3 separate regions of the Mus musculus genome follow, and regions 1 and 2 are each linked to region 3. The links are chromatin contacts, called in public HiCAR-type maps. All regions are on one chromosome and are shown on one strand. The core of a region is the stretch at or near the end of the contact, and the rest is flanking DNA. Distances in the headings are between cores, read along the strand shown. Region 1 overlaps Chaf1b (chromatin assembly factor 1, subunit B (p60)). Region 2 holds the start of Morc3 (microrchidia 3). Region 3 holds the start of Hlcs (holocarboxylase synthetase (biotin- [propriony-Coenzyme A-carboxylase (ATP-hydrolysing)] ligase)).

Evidence for each region. HiCAR-type assays count read pairs that join an accessible place to other places.
Region 1: a contact with region 3 is called in a HiCAR-type map of embryonic stem cells, with 4 times the contacts expected there. The contact joins the enhancer-like site here to the promoter of Hlcs in region 3. A contact is called at or near these places in 6 of 115 datasets of contacts at active chromatin or transcription factors (craniofacial prominence, embryonic basal ganglia, embryonic hindbrain and 2 more) and 1 of 9 other capture datasets (liver).
Region 2: a contact with region 3 is called in a HiCAR-type map of embryonic stem cells, with 2.5 times the contacts expected there. The contact joins the promoter of Morc3 here to the promoter of Hlcs in region 3. A contact is called at or near these places in 1 of 484 Hi-C or Micro-C datasets (embryonic stem cells), 1 of 115 datasets of contacts at active chromatin or transcription factors (embryonic stem cells) and 1 of 9 other capture datasets (embryonic stem cells).

What each region holds. Positions count from the first base shown.
Region 1 is chr16:93,904,945-93,908,615 of GRCm38.p6, forward strand. Chaf1b (chromatin assembly factor 1, subunit B (p60)) reads left to right here. Exons shown (of 14, transcript NM_028083.4): 13 at 62-153; 14 at 961-1,162. The coding sequence ends at 1,073. Among named protein-coding and RNA genes, the nearest start is that of Gm31012, 23 kb to the right of the region's middle. Within about 2 kb of position 1,442, at least 58 of the 459 cell types and tissues checked have an H3K27ac peak or open chromatin away from gene starts, as enhancers often do. A contact at or near this core is called in embryonic stem cells, where this site is marked.
Region 2 is chr16:93,830,766-93,834,701 of GRCm38.p6, forward strand. Morc3 (microrchidia 3) reads left to right here and starts at 1,356. Exons shown (of 17, transcript NM_001045529.3): 1 at 1,356-1,583. The coding sequence starts at 1,545. It overlaps Gm30881 (a long non-coding RNA gene), which reads right to left and starts at 2,327. Exons shown (of 3, transcript XR_876266.3): 1 at 2,086-2,327.
Region 3 is chr16:94,288,726-94,292,251 of GRCm38.p6, forward strand. It overlaps Hlcs (holocarboxylase synthetase (biotin- [propriony-Coenzyme A-carboxylase (ATP-hydrolysing)] ligase)), which reads right to left and starts at 1,566. Exons shown (of 11, transcript NM_001360045.1): 1 at 1,338-1,566. The coding sequence starts at 1,532.

The DNA.
Region 1 (3,671 bases), core at 192-2,691, 380 kb before region 3:
GTACCTAAACGGCTCCTCGGACACTAATGAGCGATCCAACCTTTTATTCTTTTTAATCCAGGAGAATAAATTTAACACCATTGAAAACAGACACTGTGCCAAATCCACAGCCCAATAGCGGGACCGCCCCCTCCACAGAAGAGGTCCAGCCAGGTAAGGGAGGGTTTAGAGATGTATTCTTCTGGAAGCTAACACACACCTGACTTTAGGTCAGCTCTCGGAAGGCCAGACTGTCTTTTTGGGACCGTCCTTTGGACAAACGTAGGAAAGTAACCCTGTGCACTGAGCAGTCGTGGTTTCTGGAGGGATGGGTCTCCCCACTTCATGACAGCTTGTGTTTGGGGCAGATGATTAGTGTTGTAGAGGGATTAATAGCATCCCTGATGCCACCTATTTATTTATTTGTTTATTTTAAATGCTGGTGTTCGTGTATGTCTGTATGAGGGTTTCAGATCCCCTGGAAATGGAATTACAGACAGTTGTGAACTGCCATGAATTGAACTCAGGACCTTTGGAAGAACAGCCACTTCTTACACACTGATGCTACCTACCTCTTACCCTGTCACATCCTCAGTGTCGCAGACGTCTGTCTCTTGACACGAGAACCAGCTGTGTAGATCCATTATTCCTCCTAGCTGTAGTCAGCGTCTCACTGGGCCACTTGTGCCTTTTTTTTTTTAATGTGTGTGTGTGTGTTTTTTTTAAAGATTTATTTATTTATTATATGTAAGTACACTGTAGCTGTCTTCAGACACACCAGAAGAGGGCATCAGATCTCATTACGGGTGGTTGTGAGCCACCATGTGGTTGCTGGGATTTGAACTCAGGACCTTTGGAAGAGCAGTCAGTGTTCTTAACCGCCGAGCCATCTCTCCAGCCCCACTTGCCTCCTTATTTCATGTCACCCTGACTCACAGAAGCCCTCCCTGCTTGCTAACCTTAAGTCTGTCAATGTTTCAGAGGCTCCTGGGGAGCCACCGGAGGAGCCTCCTGAACTGAAGAGACCCAGGCTTGAGGAACGTGAAGGAGATGCCCAAAACCTGGCCCCTGATGACTCTTCCAAGACTGTCTGAGCCTGCTATGCACCTGCGTGCAGAGGAGGCAAGGCCAAAGCTCGAAGGCTGGTGATGGTGGCCAAATAAACACTCATGAATTGGTTCACATAGAAAAAGTGTGTGTGCTGACTTCGCTGTAGCAGCCTGCATGCCCTTGTTCAGTCACCCCTTCCCATGGGTCTCTGCGTATTATGCTAGGCAAAGGCCTCTTTTGGATGAGTTTCTGAGACTGGGAAACCTGCTCTGCACCCTAATCCCTTCACTTGACAGACTTTACACTCTTGGTAGAGAGGAGGGCTAGGAGAAGACAGGGGCCATCTGTCCTACAAATGAGAAATTCAAGTGAGAGCATGCAGTGCTTCCAATGGCCACTGGAGGTCACTGTGCCCACTGACTCCGCTCAGAGGGCTTGATGGTTGGCTGCCTTGCTTGACCCTCCGTCTGAGCCTGCCCTTGTCTAGAGTTGTGGATCTGGTGGCAGCACCTTTGGATCACAGTGGGATGGGCTCAGAAAACAAGATAACATCAGTTCCTGTGTGGATTTGTGTTTCACTCGTTCAGAGTCAGGTACTGTGGGTGAGCCAGGCACAGCACACTCTTCAGGGCAACCAGCATTGAGAGCTTGCTACCCTTAGGGGAGCTGCGCGGTAACTGGAGGACACCCCACTGAAGGGCAAGTGGGATCTTTGGCCTCCGTAACTCCATAACACATCCAGATGTAACTACCCGAGGGACTCCACAGAACTGTTGATAAGGGTGTACACAGACCTGGGTAGGTTGGTAGTGAACAGGCGGCTGCTGCAGGCTCTGCTCCTGCCTGGACGGGGGCTGGGGAGGGGTGAATTCAGCCCTCAGCAGCTGGAGCAGTTCCAAAGCGCCATGCTTGCTTGCACCAGATGGCTTGCTCAGACTTGAGGAATTTTAAAATTTAAGAATATTTGCTATGCATGAGTGTTTTGCCTGCATGTATGTATGTGGATCACATGGGTGCCCAGGAAGGCTAGAAAAGGGTGTCTGATCTCCTGGAACAGGAATTACAGGTGGTGATGAGCTGCCTTGGGGGAAACTGGGAACTAAACTTGGGACCCTCTGCAGAGGCAGTGGGTACCATTAACCTCCAGGGATTTAACCCTTAATTGCATCTAAAAACTCTCCAACTCAACCTCCCAAATTAGCTACCAACTCGGGCCAGTGCTGGGAACTGAGCAAGTGCGCGAGGTTCAGTGAGGTAAACCAGCCTGGACCAGAGAGCAGATGGTAGCCTGAGTCCGGCTGGTTGGCCTCCTGGGTCACCTTGAGTAGAATCCCCACATCCCGATGCCCCTTGGAGCATACATACGACCCAAAGCACTTGTAGGTCAATCTGTGCCTGCTGCTGATTCTCACACAGCAGGCCCTTCCCTCCGCAGCCCCTCGCAGCTGCCTGCACTTCTATTGGCCTTTTTTTCCAGGCTAAACATCCTTGGGGAGAGGGGACCTTCAGACTTTCCAGCTCCCCATCCTGGGTGGAGGGAACTGTCTCTGCAGCCCAAGAGACACCATGGAGCCAGGAGAGGCCCATTTGTTCTTCTCTCAGGGAGGAGGAGCCTGGAGGCCGGCTATGGAGGGGTGCTGTTTCCTAGCTTGCTCAGCTTGCTTTTTTATAAAACCCAGGAACACCAGCCCAGGGATGGCATTGTAGCCGCCAGTGGCCACGGGCTCCTGGGTTCCTAAAAGGAAAGCTGTGGATGGATGGGAAGGACAGCGAGACAAAGTTCTCTGATCAAGGCTCAATATTTACTTTTGAGTCTGAACTCAAAAAGGGGGGAAACCCATCCCCCATATGCCAGGATCTTGTTCCCTTGTCAGGATCTCGGCAGGGCAGCCAGCTGAGGCTGCTCTGCAGGTAGTGGCTTCTTGCAGGAAGCTGCAGGTGTGGCAGACAATAGACTTTAGCTAGGTCGGAAGACTCCACCCCGGCTGTGGCAAACACAAGGTCTGAATCAGCCCACTCAAGGTTGGGGGAGGGCACGTGACATCACCCACAAAGAGCTGGGCCCACCTGCATTGCTCACTAAAAAGATGCCCTACAGCTGGATCTCATGGAGGCATTTTTTGTTTGTTTGTTTGTTTGTTTGTTTGTTTTCCGAGACAGGTTTTCTCTGTGTAGCCCTGGCTGTCCTGGCACTCACTTTGTAGACCAGGCTGGCCTCGAACTCAGAAATCCGCCTGCCTCTGCCTCCCGAGTGCTGGGATTAAAGGCGTGTGCCACCACGCCCGGCTTCATGGAGACATTTTTAAAATTGAGGCTTGCTCCTCTTAGATGACTCTTGTCAAGTTGACATAAACCCAGCCCGCACAGGGGCACAGAGAGGTGAGGTGCAGCTGGCTGCTCAGTGCTCAATGTCACACCTTTCTGGTTGGCTCAGCCTAAGTCACAGCTGGGTATGTGGTTTCCACAGCAGTCTGAGAACTTACTCCTGGGGCCTCTGCGTTCCCAGGGTCTCCTTTTATTTCTCCAGCCAGAGCTGGGTCCTCCCTCTCTTCTTGCACACATGTACTTACAAATGTACCCCCCCCCCCAAATCACACCAATCTGTTAGAAATGCCGATGTAAGTTTTAATAAAATATCAGGA
Region 2 (3,936 bases), core at 106-2,605, 460 kb before region 3:
GGCAAGAGGGTCAGGAGTTTGTCAACCTCAAGTACAAAGCAGACCAGCCTGGGTTACAGGAGGCTCTCTTTCAAAAAGAAAAACAAAGCGATTATGTGGATCTCAAGAAAATGTGGCGAGACAGGCTTTCCTCAGCTGCATCCCGTGGGGAATCCTCTTCCCTGATGAACAAGTATTTGTCCCACCCTAGGCACTGTTTTCCCCGCAAAGACAACCAGACTCGGATGAAACAGGAAAACAAGGCTGACCTGCTTGTTAATCCTGTCAACTTGACAAGATTTAGAATCCCCATGGGAACAAACCTCTGGTCAAATCCACAGGGGAGTTTCTAGACTAAGCTATTTGCAGTTCAGTGGAGAATTTGCGCAGCCTGGGCTGCTGACACTCTCTAGGTTGACTGCACGGCTCACTGACCGGCCATCATGGTTCAACTGTCTTGACAGCCACCTGTTCTGCAAGACTAGACACCAGTTTTGCTTATCTTGTGCCTCTTATTCACTCTTAAAAACAGTGAATACCACAGGTTTTAATTTTACATCCCCTTATTAATTTAAAAGTATTTAAGTTTTTACAAGCCTACAGTTAAAATATGAAGAGAAAACACAGTTGACGTGTAGGAAAAGGAGAGGATCCATCCCATACTGTAGTGTTTAATAGACAGCGGTCTATAATAAAGGATACTAAATTGTTTATCAGCAGAAGATGAACTGAACTTTTTTTCGTTTTGTTTAGTTTTTTTTTGTTTTTGTTGTTTTTTTTTTTTTTTTTTTTTCGAGACAGGGTTTCTCTGTGTAGCCCTGGCTGTCCTGGAACTCACTTTGTAGACCAGGTTGGCCTTGAACTCAGAAATCTGCCTGCCTCTGCTTTCCAAGTGCTGGAATTAAAGGCGTGCGCCACCACTGCCCGTCTGAACTTTTATAAATAAAAATATGACTATCGTTAAGACTGCAGTAAATACTCTTGCAAATCTTTTAACCTTCTCTTTACTTGTACTATTTAGCATCCCTTTCTTGACTAATTTCTACATGCTACTCGCTGCAGTACCGGGCTCCACACACACTGAATTAACGTGTCCGTGCGCTACCACTACCAGGATAAAAGCTGATGATTTTCAGGCAAACCCAAAAAGTAATTATTTTCTTCATTTTGTCCTGTAAGATTCCAGTAACATCATTACCAGCGGCCATGGATTACACTTTTGCAGTGCGATTTTCATCAGAGTTTGCCTAGCTTCTACACATCATTCTTCGCGCCAATCTTCAATCTCAAGGTCCAGCTACGCGAGGCGAGGAGCTCGCGCCCGCCCGCTCACCTACGCATGCGCCCAACGCCTGGGTCCTGCGCGCGCAGCAGGTCAGGCCCGCTCGGGCAAGCCTCTGCTGAGAATCCTAATTCGCCTTTGCCCGAGGCGGAAATGAGTGGGTGTGGCCTGGTGTTGTCGGTTCCGCCCCGGAAGTGGGCGGGGCGTTGAAGCCCGCGGCGGACTCGTAGCCTCCCAGTCGGGCTGCGGCCGAGGCCGGTCCTGGCTTTGTAGCTCACTCAAGATGGCGGCGCAGCCACCCACCGGGATCCGCCTCAGCGCGGTGAGCAGCCGCGAGGGGAGGAGCGGGCCGGGTCCCAGGAGGGCGGGCAGGCGGGCCAGCCAGGAGGTGGCAGTGGGCGGCGGCGACTCAAGGGCTGGCGCGGCGGCCGGGAGGTCGCGGCGGGGCCAAGGGTCCGCCGCCATGTCTCCTCGCTCGGAGGAGCGGCTGTAACGCGCGGCCGGTGCGCTCGCGGCATCTCGGGGCAAGCCGAGGCGGCCTCCCTCCCTCCCTCCGGCTCTGCGGCGCCCGACAGCTGTTGTGGGAGCCGCGCCCTCCGCGACCCGCCCGCCCCGGGAGCAGCCGCCGGGCCTCGTCGGGGCGGCGTGGGCTGCGGTGCAGCGCGGTTCCTGCACGCGTCCGTCCCTGTCGGTCCCGGCTCGGAGGAGCGGAGGCTAGGACTCATCTCCTCCGCTTGCTTGGCATGCCCCTGCCTTTTCGGGCCGAGCCCATTGGTGGCAAACCCTTTGGAGGTGGCTGGGAGTGGTCGCAGAAAAGGACTTACACTTTCGGGTCCAAAACATTGTGGGCGTGGCTTCACCTGATGATTCCTGCAAAGTTTTATTCTCTGCCGGCCCTGAGGTCTTAAGCGGGGAAAGTTACTTCCTTGATGTTTGAAGGATGGCTGCGGTGGCCCATGCCTGGCATCCCCAGCGCTCGGGTGACCGAAGCAGGCAAATTCTAGGACAATTTAGGGAGACAAGGGGAAGTCCTGTCTCAAAGGCAAAAAAAGCGGTACTACTGTGTTATGTAATTTCGTTGGCGAGCGGTAAGGATTTCCGGAGGTTAAAGCACCTCCCGTAGGTGCTCTTCAAGAATGCAGGTCTCCGTCCATTCATTAGGCTACTTCCGTCATTTGGGATGTGATAGCCCCAAGTGTGCATGAAGTGTTACCTAGTTTTATCGCGTCTGCCTTTTTTTTTTTTTGTGAGGTTGAGTATTCTTCACATTTTTTGTTATGTTTTGTTTTAAATTGCCTGTTAGTACGGTTTCCCCCCACACAGTTTATGTGTGTGTGTGTCTTATGCACCTGAAGATGAGGACTTCTGAACCCTCACTGCTAGTTATGAGTTGGCCCATGGGGTGCTGGTAACTGAATCCTGGTCCTCTGTAAGAGCAATTTGTGCTCTTTTGTTTGTTTGTTTGCTCTTTTGTTTGTTGACAGGGTTTCTCTGTGTAGCCCTGGCTGTCCTGGAACTCACTCTGTAGACCAGGCTGGCCTCGAGCTCAGAAATTCGCCTGCCTCTGCTTCCCGAGTGCTGTGATTAAAGGCATGTGCCACCACTGCCCGGCGCCAAAAGAGTTCTTATTCCCAGGATAGTGATAGAAATTATCCTGTGTCAATTATGAGTGACTAAGGTCCTGGAACAGGATTTAGATTCCTGTGAGTAATGGGGGTGGCGGTGGTGGTGAGTGTGTGTCTTGGGTTACCCAACAAGTGGCTGACTTCCTGATTGCCAGGCAAATGTTCTTTATGTTGCTGTATCCCCAGCCTTATAGAAGTCCTAAATCATACAACAAAATAAATGCATAGATGAGTACATTTGCAGAAGTACTGGCTGGAGGGGTCAGGTAGCAAGCAGGCAGATCTTTGCTGGGCCCAACAATACATTTGAGAGTTTTACCTAGCAAAGGGATGCTAGGTCAAATACAGAGTTGATGGTAAGTAGCTCTTAAGAGAGACTAAGAAGTCAGGCCTTGTGGTACATCTGTAATTTTATCCACTGTGGAGGCTGAGGTAGTAGGACTACAAATTCAAGGCCTGCCTGAGCTACAGAGTGAGTTCAAGGCCAGCCTAGACAACCTGTCTCAAAATAAAAAGGAAAGAGGACTGGGCTGTGTTTCAGTGGGAGAGTACTTGCCGCCATGTCTGGGGCCCAAGTTCAACTCCAGCACTTGAGGGCACTAAAGATAGCTCAAGAGAATTTTGGCTGTCATACAACATTCCATTTCTCAATCATGATGTTATGGTTAGCCAAACATATACAAGATCCTCAGTACAGATGGACCTTTAGAGAACTTCCATTCATGACAGTTAGCCTTAGGTGTTGCCACAAGTATTTGAAGTCTCTATTTTGGGTCAGGGATATATCCCAGTGTAATATAGCACACACTTAGCATGTGCTACGGCCCTTGGTTCTACTGCAGTACCAAAAATAAAATACAAATGCTATTTCTTTAAAAAGCTACATCCAAGTGACAAGGCGTAATATAAGCCCAGCACTAAGAAAGGTGAAGTGAGAGGATCAAGAGTTCCAGGCCAGCTTATACCATTTTCTTGACCCTTTACTCAATAAGAAAGATAAGCCACAGCCTAAAGAGAACTCCCAGGTTGAGTCCTGATCAGTAGAAATGG
Region 3 (3,526 bases), core at 316-2,815:
ATTTGATTTTAAAAGGTTTTAGTCTACTAAAATCAAGGGACACCCAGAGCAGAAGAGTCACAGCCCTGAATCTAGAAAGACACAGTAAGGATGTGTGGGCAAAGCTAGGGTTGAGGGACAAGCAGGAGTGCAATGAGGCACAGATACCCATAAGGCTGTGCCCTACTTGGGGTTCTGAAGCAGGGAAGAGCCAAGTAACTGAGTTAGCATAGTTAGAAAACCAAGGTCATGAACATGTTCAAAGTATCGAAGAAATTATCTTTGGCAAATTCTCTACTCTGATATAAACCTCAAAGACTTTGTTTTAAATAAAGGCTTTGTTTTAAATAATCAGCTTAGAGACTGCCACAGTGGAAAAGTCCACCATTGGTGATTATTCTTTGTGATGTCTCTTAAATGGTTTAAGAGAACTGAGCCCAGATATTCTAAGAGGGGCAGATCTGTGTGCACTGCACCTTCCTTGCGCCAGGTGGTACTAGTCATGTCTATTCCTACAGCTGTAAGCTTGGGAAGCCTGAGAGATCTCGGTGTGTAATTCACACTGTATTCTTCTTTAGATTCATTTAATTTTATGTGTACAGCTGTCCCGCCCCCACGTGTGTACGTGCGCCATCTGCATTCCTTGGACTCTCTGGAACTGGAGTCACAGATGGTTAGGAGCCACCATGTGGGGACTTGGAACTAACTAGACATGGATGCTCTGCAAGAGCAACAAGTGTCCTTAACCACTGAACCATCCTCAATCCCCACACGGTGTTTCTTAGAGTGCTTTCTTTGTTAGTTCCCTAGAAGCACGATTCCATCCTCATTACTAAGCAGCTTGACAAAAATATTCACCCTGAAGTAAGATTATGATTCTCGTATCGGTGTTAGGGTTTGACATCTACGGGGGAAAAAAAACTCTCAGTTTAGTGCTGAAAGTGAGGCAGATTTCCAGAAGGAAGCGGAAAGGGCAGAGACGGCTGAAAAGCAAAACACTGAATGGTGTTCACGGAAACAAGTGTGTCCAGAAGTGTATGGTAGGAAGTGCACTGTGAAGTCAGGTCCCTTGCCTGCAGCCGACCTGTGCAAACGGCCAGAGTGCCCCCTTCCCAGTGAGGGGCAGCGGCCATCACCCTCCGACAGGACCAGAAGCTAGCCCACGGGAACACTAGGTGCCACGAGGGATGTCCGGGATGTGCCTGCTGCAGCTGCAGGACCGGAGACACCAGGGAGGGGCAGCTGGCCCGCGGCCCACAGGTCACAGCAGGGCTTCCCGGGCTCCCGTGCACGCGTGGGCTGTGCGAGCCGAGCTGCAGCCGAGCCCCGTCCACGCGGCGACCCCGCCCGCCGCCCACCTGGCTCTCGCCGACGCAGAAGACGCGGCCGCCCTGGCTCAGGCACACGCGCGCGTCCCTGGGCTGCGCGGCCGCGCGGCAGAAGGTGAAGGAGCAGCGCGAAGCACGCAGCCGCCGCACCGTGGACAGCACCAGCGCGGCCGGCCGGCGCCCCCAGCGCGCCCACAGGTACAGGTAGCACAGCGTGATGAGCATGGCCGGCGCCCGCGCCCGGCTCGCGCCAGGCCCCGCCCCGGCCGGAAGCGAGGCTTCGGGAGTGTGGAGTGCGCGTGCGCTGCAGGAGGGGGGCTGAGGGCGGAGCGGGTGTGCGGGGCAAGGAAGGATGCAGGAGAGGGATGCGCTAGAGGTGGAAGGATGCAGCAGGCTGGGTAGCATCTGGGGGCGCCAGGACCATGGAGAGGGTGCCTCGGGTAAAGAGAGGCTACAGGAATGGAAAGGGCAGGCAGGACTGAAGATGGCATTGGAAGAGAGGTCACTGTCTGGTCTCAGGAGGCTGGCTTTTCCAAGAGGGGCTGGGGGAAAGGTGAGCCAGGAGATTGAAGGTGTGCTCTGGAGATGGAGAGACCTGGGCTGCAGAACTAGAGTGAACTGGGGAGGTGAGAGGGGCTGTGCTAGGGACATACAGGGACAGGGGCAGAGTAGTGAGGGGCTGGGAAAGTATTGGGGGGGAGGGAGCAGAGAGGGTGAGGGAGGTGGATAGCCTGATCAAGTCAAAGTTCAGCCTCCATTCCTTGAGGGTGGGGATGAGTGAGGCACTGGGCCTAAGTTTATATCAACAGCCAGTATTTGCGAACTATCAACACATTACAAATCAGAGAACTGACAAGACTGACGGCCTCTACCCGACCCAGTTGGTAAATCAGGTGAAGCTGTTTTATTAGATCATGCTAAACCTTCAAAAAGTGCTATTGGGTAAATTACATGGATTCATATGAAGAACACACACACACACAAAAAAAAAAAAAAAAAAAAAAAAAAAAAAAAAAACCCGAGGTATTCCCACTACATGTCTGTTACCGGTTTAACTGTGGGCATCCTGAGCCCAGTGGAAGGAGGGAACATCAGTTATGATTCCCAGAGGGCCTGTCCCAGGGGAAGCAAAATTCTCCCAGCAATTAAAAACAGCAGCTTTCTTCCCCAGAGCCTCCCATCCACAATAACTCTGAACAAACAATTTGTAGTTGCTTGCTGCCCTGACCCTTGCTCCCGAACTGCAAACAAGCAGCATAATGTGTTAACAACAGTCAGGTACACTGGCCATGGATCTGCTCATCTCAAATGGCCACTCACTCTGCAGTGGTGGCGCATGCCTTTAGTTCCAGCGCTTGGGAGGCAGAGGCAAGCTAATCTCTGTGTTCGAGGCCAGACTGGTCTATAGAGTGAGTTCCAGGACAGCTGGGGCTACACAAAGAAACTGTGTCTGGAAAAGAAAAAAGAAGTCCACTCACAGAACCTCAGCCTTGTGGTCAGATGGTGTAGCAACAACAGATTTAGCAGGAGGGTCCAGGAAGAAATGACTGGGCTCATGAGGAAGGTACATGTCACTGAGGACGGGAGGGCGGGCTGTATTGAGGGGAAGGCAGTCAGCTTTCCCTAGTGGAAGTGGCTCCCTGCAAGGCACTAATTACTACCAAGTAGTGTTCGTTTGGATAGTGTTATGTCAACTTGGCACAAGCTGGAGTCACTGGAGAGGAGGGAAGCTCAACTGAGAAAGTGCCTTCATACGACTGGGCTGTGTTTGTAGTGGTTCTCAACCTTCCTAATACTGTGACCCTTTAATACAGTTCCTCTTGTTTTGGCGACCCACAAACACAAATTAGCCCTGGATTCTATAAGTAAGCTAAGCAAGCCTTACTAAGCAGCGCTCCACCGTGGCCTCTGTATCAGCTCCTGCCCTGTGGTCCCTGTCCTGCTTGAGCTCCTGTCCCTACGTCCTTCAATGATGGACTGTGATGTGGAAGTGCGAGCCAAATATCCTCTTCCTCCCCGGCTTGCTGTTGCCTGGGATGTTGCATCTTGGCCACAGTGAACCTAATTAGGACACTGTTCTAGTTTTCTTTCTATGGCTGTTATGAAAACACCGATGAAAGCAAACCTGGGGTTGGAGCTGCTTTAGCCTACATCTTGGAAGCCAAGGCAGGAGACTGACAGAGAAGCCACGCTTCCTGGCTTACTTACCATGGCTTACT